3 separate regions of the Mus musculus genome follow, and regions 2 and 3 are each linked to region 1. Evidence: chromatin contacts called from public HiChIP or PLAC-seq and Micro-C data. All regions are on one chromosome and are shown on one strand. The core of a region is the stretch at or near the end of the contact, and the rest is flanking DNA. Distances in the headings are between cores, read along the strand shown. Region 1 holds the start of Gzf1 (GDNF-inducible zinc finger protein 1). Region 2 overlaps Gm46770 (a long non-coding RNA gene). Region 3 has its middle 49 kb from the start of Cd93.

The links. A called contact is a pair of places that touch in the nucleus more often than the background predicts. HiChIP or PLAC-seq counts read pairs in DNA pulled down with a chosen protein or histone mark.
Region 2: a contact with region 1 is called in a Micro-C map of muscle stem cells, with 5 times the contacts expected there. The contact joins the enhancer-like site here to the promoter of Gzf1 in region 1. A contact is called at or near these places in 4 of 39 promoter capture datasets (the 3T3-L1 cell line, the C10 cell line, neutrophils and 1 more), 1 of 484 Hi-C or Micro-C datasets (muscle stem cells), 1 of 115 datasets of contacts at active chromatin or transcription factors (bone marrow-derived macrophages) and 1 of 9 other capture datasets (adipose tissue).
Region 3: an H3K4me3 HiChIP or PLAC-seq map of bone marrow-derived macrophages shows a contact between it and region 1, with 4 times the contacts expected there. The contact joins the enhancer-like site here to the promoter of Gzf1 in region 1. A contact is called at or near these places in 4 of 39 promoter capture datasets (the C10 cell line, liver, neutrophils and 1 more), 1 of 484 Hi-C or Micro-C datasets (liver), 1 of 115 datasets of contacts at active chromatin or transcription factors (bone marrow-derived macrophages) and 2 of 9 other capture datasets (adipose tissue and liver).

The regions. Positions count from the first base shown.
Region 1 is chr2:148,679,771-148,682,470 of GRCm38.p6, forward strand. Gzf1 (GDNF-inducible zinc finger protein 1) reads left to right here and starts at 1,350. Exons shown (of 6, transcript NM_028986.3): 1 at 1,350-1,445. Gm46771 (a long non-coding RNA gene) reads right to left here and starts at 1,174. Exons shown (of 2, transcript XR_001783505.2): 1 at 1,055-1,174; 2 at 508-675.
Region 2 is chr2:148,520,991-148,523,690 of GRCm38.p6, forward strand. All of the region lies in intron 3 of Gm46770 (a long non-coding RNA gene), which reads right to left. Among named protein-coding and RNA genes, the nearest start is that of Gm46770, 40 kb to the right of the region's middle. Within about 2 kb of position 1,296, at least 136 of the 459 cell types and tissues checked have an H3K27ac peak or open chromatin away from gene starts, as enhancers often do. A contact at or near this core is called in adipose tissue, bone marrow-derived macrophages, muscle stem cells and 1 more, where this site is marked.
Region 3 is chr2:148,491,008-148,493,707 of GRCm38.p6, forward strand. No RefSeq gene overlaps it. Among named protein-coding and RNA genes, the nearest start is that of Cd93, 49 kb to the left of the region's middle. Within about 2 kb of position 1,289, at least 50 of the 459 cell types and tissues checked have an H3K27ac peak or open chromatin away from gene starts, as enhancers often do. A contact at or near this core is called in adipose tissue, bone marrow-derived macrophages and liver, where this site is marked.

The sequences.
Region 1 (2,700 bases), core at 100-2,599:
TGCTTAGGAACGACAATATATACCTTTCCACCAGTCCAACTAAATGCACTCAACTTTCATCCCACAGAAATGTCGGGGCCCCTTGCTGGTCCAATAAAGCAGTCTCAGCCTGTTGAGCTAGAGTTTAAATACTTCTGTCTCATTTTTCGTACACATAGATTTCCCTTTTGAATATGCTCAGTTTATTCACACAAACACTCCCTATAATACCATGCTATTATAAAGATTAAGGGACTCCCAGCTCAGGGTTGGTTCATCAGCATATCGAAGCCTGCTTGGCTCATAGGAGCTGCCATGTGGTTGGCTCCATAACACATCTTGAAAACATTACATTATTTCAAATCACACAAAATGGTTTTACTTATATTCCAAACTGGGTTGTAAATCGAGATTTCATTCTTCTGTGTAGCAAAACAGTTTATGGCTTATCACACACACACACACACACACACACACACACACACGTGTATTCCAAGATATAATCATCAATATCTATTGAAGTCATAGTTTAAACTAACTTCACCTTGTAAGAACTTTTATTTCAGGTAATTGGCTTAATTCAGTGGCTAGATCGCCTCTTTGCAGCAGGAGCTAGTTAAAAGAACAAGGCATTTGGGAAGTTGAAGGAGCTATCAATCTCGTGGGCATTTCTACTTGAAATAGCCGGCTTCCACCCTAGAGAAAGACACGGTCTGTATTAAGACAGAGGCCAGTTAGTTTTCTAGAGGATTAGATATATTTTAAAGGGAGGAAAAAGCACTGTTTCGCTAAACTAAATGTTCAACGAAAGAAGTGACCAGAGACATTCTATTCTCAGCAAGAAGAGGTCTAGCTGGCTGGTGGCAGTAGGGAGGCGACTTCGTAAAGCTTTAGCAGTAGGTGGAAGCATGATCAACATTTACCGGGAACTGGAAGTGTCAGGCAGGATTTTCTAATGACCAGGTTTTAATTAAGATCATGAGTGGGATTTAAAGCGGAATGATTCAAGAAATACAAAGCTGCGCCAGCCTTCCCATCCCACCCCGGCCGTGCCCTACGCCAAGACTTGACCCACCGAGGCACCCCGGAAGGCTAGAAAAATCCTGCTTCCAGCAACCTGCTGACCAATGCCTAGCTGCGCAGCTGGAGCTTGTCCCAACTTTGTCAAATAGCTCTGCCCCCAACCACTGCGGTGTTCTGCGCAGGCGCGGCCTTGGATAGACGCTGGTGGTAAATCCGGGATCTGCTAGCTAGGGGCCCTGCTCAAACTCACGTAAGATCACGTAACCAACGGCCGGAACCGCCTTTGCAGCTGGAGGTGCGCGCGCAGCGCCTTCCTAGCCTACGGGGGGCGGAGCCCACTAGGGGGCGGGGCGCGCTCGTGGCGACCAATCCGCGGACCCTGCGGTCCGCTGTCCCTGCTGGCCTGGGCCAGGGTACGGGTCCGTGGAGGCACTGGCTAAGAGGTGAGCGTGCTGCCGACTGGTTCGTCTTCTAGGCTGTCCTCTGTCTTCTGTCCCTTGGAGCGGCGGGCTGTGGGGGATGTAGGCACAGGACGGGGAGTACGGGGGTGCGGCGGGACAGGCCGAAATGACCACGCAGGCTGGACTCTGGAGGCCGGAGGAAGGGCTGGACCTTGCCGCCAGAGTTCATTCTCCCTGCGGCTTTGGAAGATCATCGGTGGTCCGGGACTCGGGGTAGCCAAGGTGGGGTCAGAGGTGGTGCAGTCAGAGAGGCCACCGACACCGACCTTTATTCCCTGCCTGAGAGCCAGGATCCCTCTAGGGTGGGCAGGCTGCGGAGAACAGCGTCTCCTGGAGGCCTGGCCTGGGAGTCCCGACCCCGGGACTACTAGGCGACCTTGGTGAGGAGGCTAGGCCCACCCTGAGACGGCCGAATGCCAATGAGTTACAATGGAACACAGCTGTCACTAGACCTCAAATAGCCGCTCGCTATGACCGGTGTCTGCCCCCAGGGGAGGTAAACAGGGAAATCTGCTCAGGGCCTTCTTGGCTGATGGTGAAGTCGCTGCCAGATCTCCTGGAAGAACTTCGATTTCCCTTGAGGGACCAGGGCGAGGTGTTAGGAAATCAGGCTGGCCGTATGGGCATCGGGCCAAGAGGGGTCTTCAGCTTTAGTCTTCAGGCTGGGGCCGGGGATTCTGAAGAGCATTGGCCCTTGAGTACTTGCCTCTTGTCTCTCTCATACCAGTATTTCCTTTATTTAAGCTTCCTCTGTAGGTAGGTAGTGTTCCCTGTAGAGTCCCCTTTAGTCAACATGACATTCCACAGGTGCCAAATTTACAATTGCACTCTCTAGGAGTCTTTTCTGTGTTTGAGACTGGAGATTTTGGGTAGTGGTCTCTTGAATGAAATGGAGAGGCAATGGCAGATCCAGGTAGACATATGGAATCCAAGGTGATGTCTAGCGTCAGGTGAAGGAGATCTAGGAATGCTCTGGAGGGTGGAGACTTGGAGACCCATGTAAGCCTGGAAAAGGAAGTTAGATTCAGAGACAGAGGACTCTGAGAAGAGTGCACAAAGCAGAAGACAGGAAGTTGGGCTAGCATTTTGGAATCCAGGACAGGAATCTTGGGGGATATGTTAACTGCAGGGGAATAACCTTTCATTTGGTGAAGCTGGAGTTGAGGGGGTTGTTGACAAACTATAGTTGAACCAAGACGGGCATGAGGCTCCGGTTCAAGATGCCCATCAGCCAGCT
Region 2 (2,700 bases), core at 46-2,545, 160 kb before region 1:
AAGCAGCCACAGACAAATTTGTGTCACATTCCCAGCTTCTGATTTGGAAACAGGAGGGAAAGAAGGCAAAGAAGTACGTGAGGTACTTTACAAAGATTTCTTTAAAAGTAAAATGAAGCTGGGGAGATGCTGCTGTCAGTAAAATGGCTACTGTGTAATCACCAGGACCTGATGTCAGATCCCCAGCACACAAGTGAAAAGCCAGGCATGGGAACACACACCTGTAATCCCAGCATTGGAAACAGAGGGATCCCTGGAGCTCACTGACTACAGTCTAGCCAAACTGGCAAACTCCAGATTTAGTGAGCAACCCGGCCTCTAGTAATAAGGTGCAGAGAGTGGTTGAAGAAGACACCCAACTTCCACCTCTGACCTCTCTCGATATATACATGTATATGTGCACATAGGCACACATGCATGTACACAGGAACACGGTAATATATGCATACATAAGTATTTATAATGCAGATGCATACAGGCACAGAAGTAATTATAGTCTTAGAAAATTAAACATTAAGATTAACAGAATGCTCCATAGCTTTATAATGGATTTGGCAAATTGAAAAATATTCACAAAACTTTCCATGGAGAAAAATATCATTACAGCATGATTCTCCTATTGCCCCAATTTGCATACATTTACTCTCTCTCTGTCTCTGTGTGTGTCTGTTTCTCTCTGTCTCTCTGTCTCTGTCTCTGTCTCTGTCTCTGTCTCTCTCTCTCTCTCACACACACACACACAGGAGGGAGGGAGGGAGGGAGGGAAGGAGAGAGGGAGGGAGGGAGGGAGGGAGGGAGGGAGGGAGGGAGGGAAAAGAGAGAGACAGAGACAGATATGCATAGGCTAGTTTTCCTGCTAACCCATTTTCAGCCATTGTTGTGAGGATTAGAGTTTGGGTTCATTTCTTCACTTCCGCTGATTTTCCTCCAACAAATGTGCCTCACTTGCATAATAGCTCATGTTTTTAAGTAAATGGAAACAGCTACTCCCTGCTCCCTATCTACCCTAAGTGCTAAGCCTCAGGAATCTGGAACATCCATTTGCCTGAGGGATTGTGCCCAAGGGACCAAACTCATGGTAAGGCATGCAGCTTTCTCCTCTAACCCCACCTCTCCCTATGAATGAAATACAAGCCCAGGATTTCTTAGCCCAGCTGAGTAATCAGTGACGCAAGGGTGACAAGACATGACTCAAAAAGACAGAGAAAGTAGCGTCACTGTGCATGGCCCAGGAAGTTGCCTCAGTCCTCTCACTTGGAGTTCCAGGCGTTTAGGGGTCATGGCTTCTTCCTCTATGCTCCTTTTCTGGGTATGAAGCAGCGGCATGCAGGAAAGCAGTGGTTTGTGGGGAGGTCTAATGACCACAGTAAGCCATACCACAGTCAGTAGTCACATAGACTGACCCAAGTCTGGTAGTCAAAACAAGGAGCAGCAGGCAGGGGCATAGCATAGGGAGGAGGATGCTAGGATTTAGAGTTTCTGAAGCATGTGACATCTGCTATTCTTCTCTTCCTGTCGCCTATTGCTCAATAGTTGCTAAATAAAAGAGCAACCAGATAGGGGTTTCAACTCTGTTGGGTGTGCTCACTTTTTTAGTCATACATGTGGCTTATGGCTGTTGGGTCTTCTTTTGAATGCCCCCCAGAGAAGTGATTTGCTGCCTCATTTTAGAGAGCTGTACCAGTTTTTTGGTTTTTTGCTAGTTTGTTTTTTTGTTTTGTTTTGTTTTTGTTTGTTTGTTTGTTTTTTCCAAAACAGGGTTTCTCTGTATAGTCCTGACTGTCCTGGAACTTACTCTGTAGACCAGGCTGGCCTTGAACTTAGAAATCTGCTTGCCTCTGCCTCCCAAGTGCTGGGATTAAAGGCATGCGCCACCACACCCAGCGAGCTGTATCTGTTTTAAAGAAGAGAGTTTCCTTATTCTTAGAAGTGTGGCCCTTGCAACTGAGCATGTATACAAATCACTGAATTTAGGGTGGGCCGAGGAATTTGCATTTCTCTTAAGTCCCCAGAGAACTGAATTATGTTTTAATATAAAGACTTACATTCTGCATTCTATCCAGCACCACACACTGAAACTACTGATTTCCAAATACCAGTTTAACACTGACTATTTTTCTCTGCTTCCTCTTCATTCTCAAGTCCTGTAGGGAAAAGGCAGAATGCCAAAAAAATAAAGCAATACACAGATGCAAAACAAACAGACATATGTGCGCACACACACACACACACACACACACACACACACACACACATCTCTCTCTGCCCTGGCTTTAATATTAGGGAACACAGGGCAGGTCCTTTTCTGTTTTGTGTTCAGTCTTTTAAACCTGTGGGTGTGCCTCTCATGTCTTCTTTGGCTTTTCTCTTACCAACTGAATAAACAAGATAGGAAGCCATGGCCCAAAGACAACATTTTCTCTTCTGAGGTCCCAGCATACAGGATCTGTGAGCAGAGCTCAGACCACTTAGCAGGCTTATGCTACCTTCCTCACACTGAGGTCGGGTGAAGATGAAGATGGGGTAGCCTGTGCATCCATAAGCTGCACCCAACTTCCTATTAATGGCTTCTTATTTCCACACTGTGACTCCCAAAGGTTCCCATGAGGATAGGGTTGGAGGGCTGAGATCTTGTGGTGTAATCCTACAGTCCATCCCACGAGACCTCAGAATCAACACAGCTGGAGTCTCCCAGCTTTC
Region 3 (2,700 bases), core at 39-2,538, 190 kb before region 1:
AGCTTGTAAAAGATTAAGGACATACCCTGTAAGAAATACCCCTTTCTTCTCACAAACCTGGCATTATTTTGGCTGACACTTCTTGTCCACTCCCATGCTCCGCTGCTCCCCCTACATTTGGGGTCGTTTTCTCTGTTTCTGGCTAATTTTTTCTGAGTTGATCGATATTTTGATTCTTAGATCATCTACACTGAGGTTGCCTTTTCCTATAAATGCATAGTAGGAAATGGTTAAAGTGTGTTAGTGTAGTACTGAAATTGTCTGAGATTCTGTCCCAGTCACAAACAAAAATTATTGGACTTAGATTAAAATGCAAGTCAGCAGCTCAAATAGCATTTTTCACTTCCTTTTTTTTCTGAAATATATTTTAATCATACTCATTTCCCTTTCCCAACTCTCCCAAGATCCTTCCTATCCTTCTTCTTATCTACTAACTTCATGTTTCTCTCTGTTTCTCCCTGTCTCTTTATCCTCTGTCTCTCCCTTCCCCACCCCCTCACCTCCAAAACAAAATCCAACAAAACAAAAAATAAACACCAAAACAAAAACTCTCCCCTCTCTCTCCTTCTCTCTCTCTCTCTCTCTCTCTCTCTCTCTCTCTCTCTCTCTCTCTCACACACACACACAAATAAAAATAAAAATACCATAGAGCCTGCCCAGAGTTGGATAGACACACCCAGTGACACTCCTTTGAAGAAAACTCATTTTCCCTGAACCAGCAGGTATGAGTTGCAAGTAGCCTCCTGAGTATCTCATGAGACTTTGTGTCTACTCTCCATGCTCAGAGCTAGGGGACTTTGTCTGGTCAAGTAGCAATTTTTAAAATAAGCTATCTAACACTAATACAATGAAAAGATACATCAATTTGACATATGCTGAGGAATGATGGCAGTAAAATATTAAGTCCTCTTTTTTGTAATTAAGCCATTGTTTCTATAAGAGCAGAAACCTGTATAAACAGCAAAAAACCAAAAAAAAAAAAAAAAACCAAAAAAAAAAAAACCACCATAATCTACAGCGGCCTTGAATCTGAGCAAGGTATTTTCTGCAGTGCCTACTCCCACTGTTCAGGACTGAGGCTGCAGTACAGTCTTGTGATGTTCAGAGGGTAAGTGCTGCCAGAGATACCTTGATCCATTGCCCATCTGATCTTGATTTAATCTTGGCCATTTTGTGGTCAGAAGCCTTTTACTATTGACAAGATTTTCATGACCACCACATTCACTCACACTATTTGGTGTCAACATTTAGAAAGATTGCTCAATGTTCCTTGTGCCTTCTAGAGCCTTCTGTAGTAACCACAGAGGTTTGTTTTGGCTGTCCCGCTGGACCAGGTCCATATAGGAGGCATGCACACAGAGAGGTCATAGTTCACAGTTTAAGGAAGTGAGTGCCAAGATAGAGAGAGGGATCAGCGATTCTTATCGCTTGCAGAAGTGGCTCAAAACTACTGGCATTCTAGATCCAGGGGATCCGATTTCCTCTTCTGAGCTGTCTGGGTTCCTGTGTGCTGTGGCAAATGCACAGGCATTGTTTACTAAGCCATCTGTCTGACCTACACCAAGAGAAGATGACATATAAGCCACTGTGACATACCTAGGGCCCAGATCAGTCCCTATGGGACAGATGCTCAGTGATTGGTGTTAATAAAGTGGAAGCACATCATTATAAAACCATGGACATCCTACCCTGTTCTGGAATGCCCCTGCCAGAATGACTCAGGAGACCTGCTATCTGTCTCCATTGCCCCAGGACAGCCAATTAACAGCCCAAGAGCATAGCACTCCGAGCCTGTCATGTGAGTTCCAGAGTGGTCACTGTAAGACCCATTCTGAGGTCCTGCATCTCTGTGTCTGCTGGTGGCACACAAAAGGCTTGTCTGCTTGGTGTCTCTTGATCTGGGCATGAGTCTAAGGATCCCATCATTGGGGGTTATAGGATGGATTAGAAGGGCAGGGTGCTAAGCCTCAAGGACAAGCTTAAAGGTATTCTGAGGTCACTGGATATAACTCTGAGGCACATCAACAGTAGCCCAGAAACCTAAGAATGTTTCTTAGGTTCACCAGCTTCCTACTCCTCCCAGCCTTCCTTCTACCTGCTCCCTCTGAGTACTTCCTGCTACATTTGCACTTGAGTCCTGGCTGTGAGATCTTAATCTGCAAACCAAGCCAAAGTAGAAACCCTAGAGGCACACAGAGTAACCCCTGGGAGATTATTGCAGGATTCCTCTTTCCCATGGTCTCTGAACATTTCACCTATGACTTGCGGAGAGCTGAGCATAGTCTTGTTAACTCTGTCTTTCTTGGGAGTATCCTTGCTCTGTTGTTGATGGTCATGACACAAAGGTCTAAAAGGAGTTTCCTCTCCCCCTACATGAACCAGGGAAGTGGTGACCCTTAGTCAACAAGGAATGCCCATGGGTTGCTGGTTTGTTCAGTGTCTACACTACATGGATAGTCTGGGAATGGCTCAAGGTTGCCAAAGTTGATGAAAGAAGTGAACTTATTGCCTGAGTTCCTGGCAAAGCTGCACTACCAATTTCTCATACTCCATTGTCTTCTCAGTGTCCCTCAAACATCTGCCAAGTTTATCTGTGCTTTAACCCTGTCATTGCCATGACCTCTTGTCACTCTACTTCCTCAGACAAAGTAACCATGACTGCAACCTCCCATGTTGTCTTAGTTAAGGTTTCTATTGCTG